2 separate regions of the Danio rerio genome follow, and region 1 is linked to region 2. Evidence: chromatin contacts called from public HiCAR-type data. All regions are on one chromosome and are shown on one strand. Each heading gives the region's core, a stretch centred on a gene start, on an enhancer-like site or on the middle of the called end of the contact. The rest is flanking DNA. Distances are from core to core; before and after follow the strand shown. Region 1 holds the start of dbnla (drebrin-like a). Region 2 holds the start of casp17 (caspase 17, apoptosis-related cysteine peptidase).

The links. HiCAR-type assays count read pairs that join an accessible place to other places.
Region 1: a contact with region 2 is called in a HiCAR-type map of caudal fin, with 8 times the contacts expected there. The contact joins the promoter of dbnla here to the promoter of casp17 in region 2. A contact is called at or near these places in 5 of 18 Hi-C or Micro-C datasets (caudal fin, embryo, hematopoietic stem cells and 1 more) and 1 of 4 datasets of contacts at active chromatin or transcription factors (caudal fin).

The regions. Positions count from the first base shown.
Region 1 is chr10:47,603,617-47,610,529 of GRCz12tu, forward strand. It overlaps dbnla (drebrin-like a), which reads left to right and starts at 1,581. Exons shown (of 15, transcript NM_001002201.1): 1 at 1,581-1,717; 2 at 2,523-2,578; 3 at 2,712-2,824; 4 at 3,990-4,064; 5 at 4,160-4,306; 6 at 6,097-6,174; 7 at 6,268-6,419. The coding sequence starts at 1,641. The region is part of intron 2 of LOC141376473 (a long non-coding RNA gene); the gene reads right to left.
Region 2 is chr10:47,408,969-47,416,212 of GRCz12tu, forward strand. casp17 (caspase 17, apoptosis-related cysteine peptidase) reads left to right here and starts at 3,739. Exons shown (of 4, transcript XM_017358112.4): 1 at 3,739-3,961. The coding sequence starts at 3,739. LOC141376472 (a long non-coding RNA gene) reads right to left here. Exons shown (of 4, transcript XR_012386574.1): 3 at 3,649-3,904.

The DNA.
Region 1 (6,913 bases), core at 331-2,830, 190 kb after region 2:
GTAGACACTGGCTTGCTTTTTATGAATTTCGTGGGCCACAGTTTCAGCTAAAAGTCTCGCATACATCTTTTAAGGCCTGAGGGGGAGTAAATTAACAGCACATTTTAATTTTTGGGGCTGAGAAATGTGAATCTGCTATTGAAACTCATAACGATCAGCCTGGTTCCCCTTTCATATCTCAGCACCGCCAATCATCTGTTTTGAGCTGAAAATCTGCGATTAATCAATTCAAAGATGATCTTGGCTCAATCCGCACGATGTGGTCGCACAAGATTGTGCATTTAATTGCACGCACATGATTTTCTCTGGCAGATTTTTAATGTGGTTGAAATTTGGAGTTATACACTGATTTGAAAACCTTTGAGGAGACTGAAGCGCTGAGTTAATTTGTTTCAAATGTAGTGTGAAATAATAGATTTGGGGGGCCACATGGGCAAAACACATGCAGACTTCCCTCAGAATTCCTTTCACTGTGTGATGGCAGAAGATTTTTCATTTTTCATAAAAGCCTTTTCTCTACAAGTTGACATGTTGCTCCAGTTTTCGGGCATAATACAAATTAAGTCAATAGAAATACAAAGGAGTCAAAATCGTGAAAAGTGCGCCATCGTGCGGTCAAACAAATAACTGCGTGTTTTATTTTAGAGCCAATTGGAAAAGATGCATGCAAACAAAAAGTCTAAATAAGTATCATAATTTGCATTTGTAAATGCATGTCACAAACAAAAATGGCACAATAAGTATGGTAACAGTGCAATCTGCAAAAGTATTTTCAGCGGCAATCTGTGTGTGAATTGTTTGGAAAAGCTGTAATTGTTTTTGAATTTCACATACACATATAAAACTTTTAGGATAGAGTGTGGAGCATTATTTAAAAGCAATAATACACCACAACATAGCATAACATACTTCACTGACACCTTTACCGGTGGTATTTCAGATCGCAATTTCTCTTGCTCTTCAATCTATGAACTCTGAAGAAAAGGATTTGCATTATAGCTTTGTTCAGTCTATTCTTTAAGTAATTACAGTAATGTGATTGTACAAGTCCAACTAGTTCCACGTGTGACCTCGTGAACCGCCCTTAGATTGATCAATAGATATATGCTAAGTAAGGTGCGACTCATGAACAAATAGTTCGTTTGAACTGATTCAATCCAACCGATTGTTAACATGATGGACAATGCTAACATTAATATAATTAACACTAATTCTTAAATTGAATTATTTGACGCTACATATCATATCCAATGAAAAAGTAAACATAAATAACGCGTAAACAAAACAAAAATATCCGTGAATCATTTGATCGGTTCTCTTCAAAAGAGTCGATTCTGTAAAATGATTCCCAATGCTAACACGTTGACCATTTTAACAATTTTAACAGTGTTCTCGCTGTAATGCATTTCTACCACACACAAAATTCAATATTTGTCCCTGTTTAAATCATTTAAATAGTTATGGCTTGCTGGGAAGCTCTTTCTCTTCCTCCTTTCAATTCCCAAAAACTCGCCGAACCAGATTTCAAGAGACAGGTGCGTTTTTAACACGACAAAGGACGCTCAAACGAAAGAGGAAGACTGGTTATGATTATATCTCCATTAAAAATATCCACAACTTCATTCATTTCATGATCCACAATGGCGGTAAACCTGAGTAAAAACGGACCCGCGCTTACAGAAGCATATGATGAGGTGGTGAGCGGGAAAAAAGACTGGTAAGAAAACTCCATCACACATCAACACCTCGAAAATAAATCGACGAATGACATGTTTTTTTTTAAAGAATAAGTAATCATTATATTTACTTTACGTAATTAACTTTGCCATTTCAAGAGAATCTGGCATCCAACATTAAAAATACTATAGTAATTAGAGTAAATAGTGTTTTTGAAGCATATAGCAAAGCGTATTATTGTATACACTGTACACTCGATTTGCGTTGGGACAACATGAAAGAGTTAACTTATTAGTTTTTACAAATTTAAGTAGATTTAATGAAAAAATTAAGTTGTCCCAATTAAAAAAAAACTCAAAAATTGTGTTGTTTCAGCTCATTTTAAATAAGTCGTTTAAACAAATAGCAAACGTAATTTTTTTGAGTGTATAGTGTTTACAACACTTTTGTTAGTGAATGATAAAGCATAATGTAGTATTATTAACTATAGTGAACTATAATAAATACAGCAGTGCACTTTAGTTTTTACTACAGTAAACTGTGGTGTAGTATAATAACAATGTAGTATAATAACAATGTAGTTGCAGTAAAGTTGGGTTGTTTATATTAGTACTAATATAGTTGATGTACTACTGCAACAATAGAATTCAAAATACTCTAGTGTTTACTTTAGTATTTTTTCATTTATTTTCAAAACAATATTCAAATTTGTTTTATGAGCTATTACATATAACCTGTGCAAAAAAAAAACAGAATGGCTGGTTACTTCTTGGCGAGTATTTTACATTTATAATAGCCTATTCTGTTAATAATCTTGCATGAAATGTAATTTTTTTTTTAAACAGGGTGTTGTTCACCTATGAAGGAAACAGTAATGACATTCGGGTTGCAGGGAAGGGAGGTGAGTGTTTTCTTCAGATGAGATGAGAGTGCCAATAGACTGACGTCATGCTTTTTTTTTTTTTTTTGTCTTATTGATGAGTCAGCAGTCCACAGTTTCATATGCTGGTTTGTGTTTCTCTCATTTTTTTTAGATGGTGGGCTTGAAGAAATGGTGGACGAACTGAACAGTGGTAAAGTCATGTATGCCTTCTGTAGAGTGCTGGACCCCAGCTCTGGAGTGCCCAAATTTGTGCTCATCAACTGGGTATGAACAGAAAAATATTCAGAGCTGGATGTACAAATAAAAAATGCTTCATGAATGAATAGTTCACTCAAATATTACATTTACATTTAGTCATTTAGCAGACGCTTTTATCCAAAGCGACTTACAAATGAGGACAAGGAAGCAATTTACACAACTAAGAGCAACAATGAATAAGTGCTGTAGGCAAGTTTCAGGTCTGTAAAGTCTAAATGTCAGACATTAATGTCTAAATGTCAGACATTAAGTCATAATGTCAGACATTAACAAGAATTATTCATAATATTTATTAAATTACCCAGTCAATTGTATTTTATTAATGTCTACCTCAACCCCAACCCTTACAGTAATGTAAAAACAGTAATTATCCAGAGAATTATTCATATTATTTATTAAAATGCGGATGGGCCCACGCGGATTGCAATATGCACTGGTCATTCATTCATTCAGTTTCTTGTCGGCTTAGTCCCTTTATTAATCCGGGGTCGCCACAGCGGAATGAACCGCCAACTTATCCAGCAAGTTTTTACGCAGCGGATGCCCTTCCAGCCGCAACCCATCTCTGGGAAAACATCCACACACAAACACTCATACACTACGGACAATTTAGCCTACCCAATTCGCCTGTACCACATGTCTTTGGTCTGTGGGGGAAACCGGAGCACCCGGAGGAAACCCACGCGAAGGCAGGGAGAACATGCAAACTCCACACAGAAACGCCAACTGAGCTGAGGTTCGAACCAACGAACTTCTTGCTGTGAGGCGACAGCACTACCTACTGCGCCACTGCCTCGCCAGCACTGGTCACTACTAACTAAACGGAGTAGGACCACACAGTTATGTTTTGTTAACATGTTGAGGTTATATGTTGCATGTAAAATGTACGTTTCAAAACTGCACAAATTTTGTCAATCCGCCTATGCACACAATCAAATTCAAAATCACCCGATCTGGCAACACTGACAACAAAGAAGACTTTCTCCAGAAGATAAAATATTATAGGAAATACTGTGAAAAATGTCTTGCTCTGTTAAACATCATTTGGGAAATACTTGAAAACAAAATTCACAGGAGGGCGAATACTTTTTACTTTAAAAAAATGCAGCAACACCGAAAGCTTTAAAATGTATTCACAGCTTCATTGATATGAATCCTCTTTTGGTTTTAGACCGGCGAGGGAGTCAAGGACCTCAGAAAGGGTGTTTGCGCTAGACATGTTCACTCAATGGCCAATTTTCTGAGAGTGAGTTTAAAATACAAGTCATTCTCTTATTTGTCGCATTATGTCATGCAAATAAACACCATCATAACTTTAATCTGTTATGTGTTGAATTAAAGGGTGCACACGTGACCATTAACGCTCGATCAGATGATGACGTGGAACCTGCGGCCATCATGGAGAAAGTGGCCAAAGGCTCCGGCGTAAACTACAACATCCACAGAGAATCAAGCCAGAACAATCATTCTGAGCCTCCTGGACGTGTGGTGAGGGATTTCAATCATAATCATAACTCATATTAAAGATTATGGAAGTCTAGTCCTACTATGGAAATTGTGAAAAAAATTAAAAGGTAATAGGTGGTTCATTCCGCTGTGGTGACCCCTGATAAATTAGGGACTAAGCTGAAGAAAAATGAATGAATGAGTTCTGAACTTCTATCTCACAATTTTGTCTTTATATCTCACAATTATGATTTGTTTTTCTCACCGTAATTCAAAATTGCAAGATATAATCTTGGAATTCAAAGCAAAAAATAAGTATAAACTTACTATTTTCACTTTTCTCTTGGAATCTTATGTTTTATGTTGTAATCCAGCAGTTTTAGAGTTTAGACTTTTCTTAAAATTATGACTTTTGAGAAAAATTCTGAGGAAAAAAAATGAATTATGAGATATTAACTGGCAATTTGAAGACATGAACTCAATTTTAAGTTGAATTGTTAGAATTATGAGATACACATGTGCTATATTGAGTTTGAACTTTATTTATTTTACTATTTTACTTCTGAGAATTTTAAGGTTATTTCTCACAATTATAATTTTTGATCATAATTCAAAATTGTAAGATATAATCTAGGACTTCAAAGCAAAAATCAGAGCTGCAAGGCACAAAATATATTTATAATTATTGTTAAAATATTTACAAATTACATCTTGAAATTTTGTCTTTTCACAAAATTCTTGGAATCCGATTTTTGCTTTGCAAAATTTAAGGTTATATCTGCAAAATGTAAATAAATATGCAATTTTTTCAAAATTATGACCTTATTTCTTTCATTTCTGACTTTTTTTCTAAACAAAATTCTGAGAATGTAAGTTTAAACTTCAAAATGATGATTTTCTCCTCATTTTAAGATGTCGGAAATGTTAGATACTCACTGGCCACTTTATTAGGTACACCTATCCAACAGCTTGTTTGACGCAAATTTCTAATCACATGGCAGCAACTCAATGCATTTAGGCTTGTAGACATGGTCAAAACAAGCGTCAGAAAAAAAGGTGATTTAAGTGACTTTGAATGTGGCATGGTCTGAGTATTTCAGAAATTGCTGATCTACTGGGATTTTCACGCACAACCAACTCTAGAGTTTACAGAGAATGATGTGAAAAAGAGGAAATATCCAGTGAGCGGCAGTTCTGTGGCCGTGAATGCCTTGTTGATGCCAGATGTCAGAGGAGAATGGCCAGACTGGTTCCAGCTGATAGAAAGGCAACAGTAACTCAAGTAAGCACTCGTTACAATCAAGGTCTGCAGAAGAGCATCTCTGAACACACAACACGTCCAACCTTTAGGCAGATGGGCTACAGCAGCAGAAGACCACACCGGGTGCCGCTCCTGTCAGCTAAGAACAGGAAACTGAGGCTACAATTCACACAGGCTCACCAAAATTCTCAGTTCAACAGAGCACCTTTGGGATGTGGTGGAACAGGAGATCATGAAAGTGCAACTGACTGCAGCAACTGTGTGATGCTATCATGTCAATATGGAGCAAAATCTCTGAGGAATATTTCCAGTACCTAGTTGAATCTTTGCCACAAGGGATTAAGGCAGTTCTGAAAGCAAAAGGGGGTCCAACCTGGTACTGGTAAGGTGTACCTAATAAAGGGGCCGGTGAGTGTATAAACGTGAAATTACAAGAAAAAATTTTGTGGAATAAAAAACAAATCAACATTTTTTTATTCCATGGCAAAAAAAACAAGCTTCACTATATGGAGGGTCTTTAAATATCTGCATGTTGTCCTTTTCAATTCCTTTATTATCGTTGCTCCCACAGGGCTCTGTTTATAAAAAGGTCAGTGCTTTAGATGAGATCCAAGGTACGAGCAGAGATAACTTCTGGGCTCAGGCTGAGGTAAGGAGATGGCAGCGTTAAAAAAAAGAGAGCTTTAATCTTCTCATCTGCTCTTTGTTGCTCTGACACGTTCTCTTGCTTCTGCTTTATCAGCGAGATGAAAAGAACCGCCGGCAGGAGGAGCGCAGGAAGGCAGATGAGGAGAGGCAGCGTTTGGAGAAAGAACGGAGAGATCAAGAGAGCAGAGAAGCAGAAGAACGAGAGCGAAGGAGGAAGGAGAGAGAGAAGGAGATTGACCAACAGAGGCCAGAGATTTTGAGTTTTACACTATTAATATTATTATCATTAACTCTTTTTCTGCCACCGTTTGTTTTTTGACCATTTTCACCTAAGTTTAGGAATACTTTCTGTTAAAATAAATAAGCAAACTTAAAAAAACTACAACATTTCTGTCATGAACACTCTCGGGATTCACTATGCTACTGAATATGTATATGGCAATGTTGATGCATTTGGTCTTGGTGGTATAGATCTGCTACTCTGCTGCACCTGCTTTGATTATTATGGCAGAGCAAGTACCGAGACCTGCTACTGCCAGTATATACACAGACATGCCATCTGAGAGCTGCACGGTGGCGCAGTGGGTAGCACGGTCACCTCACAGCAAGAAGGTCGCTGGTTCGAGCCCCGGCTGGGTCAGTTGGCATTTATATGTGGAGTTTGCATGTTCTCCCCGTGTTGGCGTGGATTTCCTCCGGGTGCTCTGGTTTCCCCCACGAGTCCAAAAACATGTGGTATA
Region 2 (7,244 bases), core at 2,489-4,988:
TTTGGCTGGAAACTATTTGCTAATTTCAAGTTGTTTTAGCATGAATACAATTTTTATCGTTAACAATTTTAGTTAATAAAATTTAATAGCCGGCAGCTAGCTCAATTCTAACATGGTCGCCCACTGAAGCTAAGCAGGGCTGCGCCCGGTCAGTACCTGGATGGGAGACCACATGGGAAAGCTAGGTTGCTGCCGGAAGTGGTGTTAATGAGGCCAGGAGGGGGCGCTCAACCTGCGGTATGTGTGGGTCTTAATGCCCCAGTATAGTGACGGGGACTCTTTACTGCTCAGTGAGCGCCGTCTTTCGGATGAGATGTTAAACCGAGGTCCCGACTCTCTGTGGTCGTTAAAAATCCCAGGATGTCCTTCGAAAAAGAGTAGGGGTTTAACCCTGGCATCCTGGCCAAATCTGCCCACTGGCCTCCGTCCATCATGGCCTCCTAACCCTCCCCATATCATAATTGGCTTCATCACTCTGTCTCCTCTCCATCAATCAGCTGGTGTGCGGTCTGGAGCAATATGGCTGCCGTCGAGTCATCCAGGTGGAAGCTGCACACTGGTGGTGGATGAGGAGATTCCCCCATTGTGTAAAGTGTTAGTGCCCAGAAGATATATAAATGTAAAGAATTATTATAATTATTATTATAAAAAGTTTTCTTGACAGGAACAATGTAGAACACTGCTACTCACTGCGCCACCGTGCTGCGCCCACAGACTGTAAAATATTTAATGTAAAAAACAAAACAACAAAGAGCAAAACTGCCTGAAATGTTCTCTGCTATCAAAATGTTAAAGGACTGTCAAATGTTAAACTTTTTTTTGTAATTAAAATTAACATTGTAATGAGCAAAAAGTTGCACAAACACCTGATTTATCAAATGTGATACAAAATAAATATCATGAAAAATATTACATGCAAAAAAATTGATTTTGCTAGATGGTTTAATAAACATGTCAGTTCTAGAAAATTTTTATTTTCTGCCTATTTTTTTTATATTTCAGGACTTACGGGGTTAACTGAGCAAATCAATTTTAACAGTAATTCTTACAATATTTTTTTTCTTCTGGTGAAAGTCTTATTTCTTTTAGCTTGGCTGAAATAAAAGCAGATTTTAATTGTTTTCAAGCTTTTTTTAGGACAATATTATTGTCTACTGAACAACTTGACTAAATTGCACATCATTTAGTCATAATTGCACATAATTTTAAGTTAAATTGCACAGAAAACTGAATACTAGTATCTTGTAAAATAACTAGTAAAATATTATGTACTGCCATCATGGCAAAGATAAAATTAATAATTCATTAAAACTATTGTTTAAAAATGTGTTAAACACTTTAAAACATTATAAAAGAATAAAAAGTTAATAAATATTATCTTATTACTCAATGTAATTTTCTGATATGTTTTTTGCACGGAAAATGTTAAACAAAGATATATTTTGGGGAAAAAATAATAAAAATGTCACTAATAATTTAAACTTAAACTGTATTTCACATAATTGAGCTCACAAAAACACAAATGCAACAATTCATCATAAAAAAATAAAGAATCATAAGATGAGCATATGCAATATTAATCTCCGAGCAGTATTTCTACCTCTGTGCATAATTTCACAGTACACTAGACAGGAAACAAAATCAGGTACAAAGTGTAATCAAAGCTGAACTAGTTTATCCTGAACATTAATGTAAGGAAGCATCACGCAATCAACATGAAGATAAGCAGACATTAAAAACAAGTTCTACTGGGTCATGAACTTGCTGATAGTTCAGAGAGAGTGCAGAGAAACATACATCAGGTCTATAAATTCATTGATATTATTATTCATAAATTTAAATTTATACATTTCATAAATTTTAATTACCTTAATTTAATTCAAGTGTAATAAAAATTATGCATTAAATAAAATAATGCATAAACAAATAAAAATAAGATTATATATGCACTGCATTATTTTTTCTTCTCAATTTTTATCATTATGAGCTAACTTTTTTTTTAAACCTGCCAATGATTTTTAAGCAATTTGTATAACATGCTAATAATCTTTTCACTGTGTGAAGTTTTATTTATTAAATAATTTCGAGAGGAGTATGCGCTCATGATTGACCCAGCTGGCTCATATTAGCTAATCACGATCCTCCAATCAAAGGATCCTGCGTTCCTATATTTATTCTCTTTTTCTCTCTACAGCTATCTTCGTCTTGAAGAAACCCCCCTCCTCCCCTTCTTCCACCTTTATCCAGAATACGTGGCCCAGCGACCAGCCAGAATTCCAATGGCTCTGGCTCCTTGCTGGAACATCTGGCGTTTCTGCTCTGAGCTGGCGCGTTCGTGGCCGGGTTTCCCGGTTACCTCTCGAAGCCTAAATATGCTTTACATCATAGACCATATAAACATAAGTCTCTTTTATTAGATGTCTCGCTTTCAAGAAGTTCACCTTGACCTTAGCTGCGGGGGAGTATTAGGATCATTCTAAGCTCAATCTCTCTCGCCCCGCAAAAGGGGGGTAACCCTAGACTAGAGGATCCCTTCAGCTCAGGGCTCTTTCCAGGGACAGCATGCCAAACAAGCTTTTGTAAGTCTTGAGTTAAGTGTGAACTCTTGAAATCTATTTAATGCAAAGACTTTAAAGTTGTAACTTACAAAAATAAATAATAAAAATTATTGATTTTTATAATTAAAACAATCAAATTTTATATTTCAAGCCAAGTATGATACTTATTATTCTAGTTATAATCATAATTATTATTATTTCATTCATTCATTTTCTAGTCGGCTTAGTCCCTTTATTAATCCTGGGTCACCACAGCGGAGTGAACCGCCTACTTATCCAGCAAGTTTTTACGCAGCGAATGCCCTTCCAGCCGCAACCCATCTCAGGGAAACCTCTGCACACACATTCATACACTACAGACAATTTAGCTTACCCTAATTCACCTGTACCACATGTCTTTGGAATGTGGGGGAAACCGGGGCACCCAGAGGAAACCCACGCGAACGGAGGGAGAACATGCAAACTCCACACAGACACGCCAACTGAGCTGAGGCTCGAACCAGCGACTCAGCGACCTTCTTGCTGTGAGGCGACAGCACTACCTACTGCGCCACTGCATCGCCCTATTATTATTTAATTGCTATTAATTATTAATATTATTGTATTGCTATTAATGATTAATATTAATATGCTATTAAACATTATTAATATAATATAGATACCAGTGTCAGTATTCTGCTTATAAACCTTTTATTGCAAAACATAAAATTAAGCACCGAATCATCCTCTCATCAGTATTTTTTTTTTAAAACAATAAATGCAACTTAAAGACTTTATTAAAAAGCATTTCAAGAAACTATTATTATTATTACAAATTTGTGACTATTACAGAAACTGCAAAATAATAAGAGCATCATTTTAAAAATGTCCTTTTTTCATATTTTTCTACTGTCACCTTATGTTGCATCGCATTCTTCCCTACATCCTTTTCCAGCAAAGCACTGCTGGTAAACACTCAAACAAATGCAAGCACCTACGCAGACAGTAACTGCTTCTGTTAGCTAAAGGTGAAGCTCTGGGAACTGCCAGACGCATGACACACAGGAAACACCATATATGGCCGGACTCATGCAAATGAGGCTGGACTCACCTTGTTATATGATGTGGAGACGCTGATAATGTTGTCGCTCCTTTACTTTCTCAGTCTGTGTATTCGCCCTCAGTGCTGCTGGAGTTAAAGATGTCTTTCTGTAGATTTCCAGCCTTCACAGCAAACAAGAGAATGAAGAACCGGGCGCTGATTGTGTCAGTGGAGAATTTCTATCCTGACGCACTTCTCAGAAACAGACCCGGAGCCAAGAAAGACACGCAAAGACTTCACAAGATCCTGATGAAACTGGGCTTCTCTGTGGACATCAGAGTGGACATGGAAGCAGGAGAGATTATTGAGGCTTTCAAACAAGGTAAATGTTGAAGAATTCATTCATTCATTTTCTTTTCGGCTTAGTCCCTTTATTAATACGGGGTCGCCACAGCGGAATGAACCGCTAACTTATCCAGCTTGTTTTTACGCAGGGGATGCCCTTCCAGCCGCAACCCATCTCTGGGAAAAAAATTACATTTATAATTCCGTCTTCCAAGCTGATTTTATGTTTGTTTTATGTGTTGCTGGGTTGTTATAAACCAAAGCTGGGTCAGATAGGGGCAAAACCAACTATGGGTTATGACAATCCTGCAAAAAACACACACACACACACATTCAAACACTGAAGATTCAGATTTAAAAATATGCCATTTCTGATCTGCAGTGCTTTGTGGTGTGTGTCTGTGTTTGTGTGTTGCTGTTAAAGTTATTATTATTTTATTAAAACCTAAATTAAGTTTAATCGAAAAAAAATTTTTTAACCCAAAGTTGGTTTTGGCAAACATGGACAAAACCAACTTTGGGGTAATTTCTTTCAACACACGTATATAATTATAATATTTGGCAATATTAAGCAAATTAAATATATGATACAAGTGAAAAAAAGATATATTTACATTTCCATATATTATGTTCAACCATTAAAGTTACAAATATGTACATTTATGTTCAAATATTGTCTAAAACTGTATTTATGTGGGGCGGCATGGTGGCTAAGTGGGTAGCACAGTCGCCTCAGAGCAAGAGGGTCGCTTGTTCGAGCCTCGGCTGGACAAGTTTGCGTTTCTCTGTGGAGTTTGCATGTTCTATAGGTGAATTGAATAAACTAAATTAGCTGTGATTTGTGAATGTAAGTGTGTATGGGTGTTTCCCAGTATTGGGTTGCAGCTGGAAGGGCATCTGCTGCGTAAAAGATATGCTGGAATAGTTGGTGGTTCATTCTGCTGTGGATAATGCAGGGGCTAAGCCGAATTAAAACAAATAAAAGAATTTATGTGTGTATATATATATATATATATATATATATATATATATATATATATATATATATATATATATATATATATATATATATATATATAGACATACATATAAGATTATATCTAATACTGTATTTAATGTGCATATTTGTAATACATTTATAATATATGCAAGCAATATTTTGAAATATTGGTTGGATATATGACATATATTTGGTCACAATGTTAGGTTAGGGTTAGGGTGGGGGTCAGTGTAAGTTGACATGTCCTTGCAAAGTTTCTTATAGTCAGGTAAATGTCTTTTAAATGAGCAGTATCAGCAGATATTAAGCAGACTGTCTACTAATACTCAAATGAACCATCAAAATAAATTGTTACTCCATATTTTATATATGTAAAAAAAACAGATATGAACTTGTGCAATTTGCATATATTTCCATATGCAAGATTTCTAAATGGGTGAATGAGCACACAGATCCCTCTTGTAAAGTAATATTTGCTATAGGAACTGGAACTAATCTAACAAAATAACATAGAAGTCACCATGCAATGTTTTAAACCATAATGAATATGTTAGATACAAATATTAAATAAATCAGTTGTTCTTAAACTGTGGTATGTGTATCACTAGGTACGCAGGCTTTCTTCTAGTGGTACATGGATTAATCAAATATGTCATATGTACATGCTACATATATTTAAAATGATTTATTTATGAATATGATAACATAAAGCCTATATTTATGAGGCCCAGGCAACATTTCCAGGTGCTGATAAGCCAGGAATTTTTTCTTTTTTTCTTTTTAAGAACAGTAACCTTCCATTTTTAACTTTTAAAAGCACATTTTAATTTTAACGTTCTCAATAATACCAACTAATATGCCTTGTTTTTGAGCTGTACAGAGCTTTAGCTGCTTTACTGGACCTAATACACTACTGTATTTCAATACTGCTCATTATGGTGGTACCTGCAAAGACAACTTTTTTCTGAGGTGGTACTTGATGAAAAACGTTAGAGAACCACTGAAATAAAACATAAAAATATATAACATTTAGTTAAAATTTTGCATTTTTTTTGCAACACTTTATTTCAATTTAAATGTCTTTCTGTTCCTAAATATGTTCTGTGACCAAACTCTTATTTTAATGAATAAAAATGTTTAATAAAATCATTATTTAGTTTAAATGCACCAAAATATATTGTCTATATTGAGAAAGGTTTACAAATATTAATTTTCAAAGAAGGTGTACTTATTTATGCTGAGCACTTTATAACTGTTGGGTTTGACCACATTTGACCTATCGCCGAGTTTTAACAATCAATCATTTTCAGAGTTTAAAAAAATATATTACATAATGTCATTTATTGGTGCCAAAGTGCATGTTTGTTAATAATAATGCTGTCCTCAATTATCAGCAAGCTCATATTAAAATATTTTATGACTGGCACAAACTGTACCTCTTGTTTGAAAAACTATATAAAGAAATGGAGATTTCTGTTTGGGTGGAGCTGGATGACAAATAATTTGGTATTAACATTAATCAAAAATGAATGAATGAGTCATGTGAGCAATAAAACGAGCAGTCAGTGGCTAAAAGTCATGTCTAATGAAATCTGTACAAGCAATATAAACATAACAGACTGTGTCACGGCAAAACAAACAGTAAACTCATAAACAGTTACAGATTATGAGTTTTGTTTGTGCTTTAAAAACGTTTATTAATTAAATTAATTAATTAATTTAACATTTCTTTGGATCTACATTACAACATACCAGGGCTCAACAATAAGGACTGCCCGATGGCCCGGGGCCAGCGTAAAAGACGCTCGGGACAGTAGACAGGATTGTTACTGGCCGATAGGGGCCAGTAACAATCCTGTCTACTGTCCCGATGAGCAAAATGAGCATGATGAGCATGATGAGCACGTTATTTTTTTTGTAACCTGGTAACAACCAATACAGCAAAAAGATGGCAACATGGCGGCACCATCAAACTATGAGGCTTAAAGAAAACGTCTGTTTCTAAAGTCTTGGAAGCAGACAATTACATGGGTACAAAATTAAGAAACTAAAAAAAAAAAGAAAAAAAAAAAAAAAGAGTAGTCAGTTTGGCAATCCATTTTTTTTAATAATTTAGAATTGCAATAAAATACCAGCACACTTTTCATTCTGCTCTTTTGTTTACATAAAATGTTGAATTTTGCTCATTATACATTTATTAAGAGTTTGAAAATGTTTAAATTCTAGATTCACAGACATTATTTTGCCACATTATTTAAATATGTGGCTGAGAAATAGCTATTCACTTTTTTTTTTTTTTTTTTTTGGTGGGGCCAGTGAA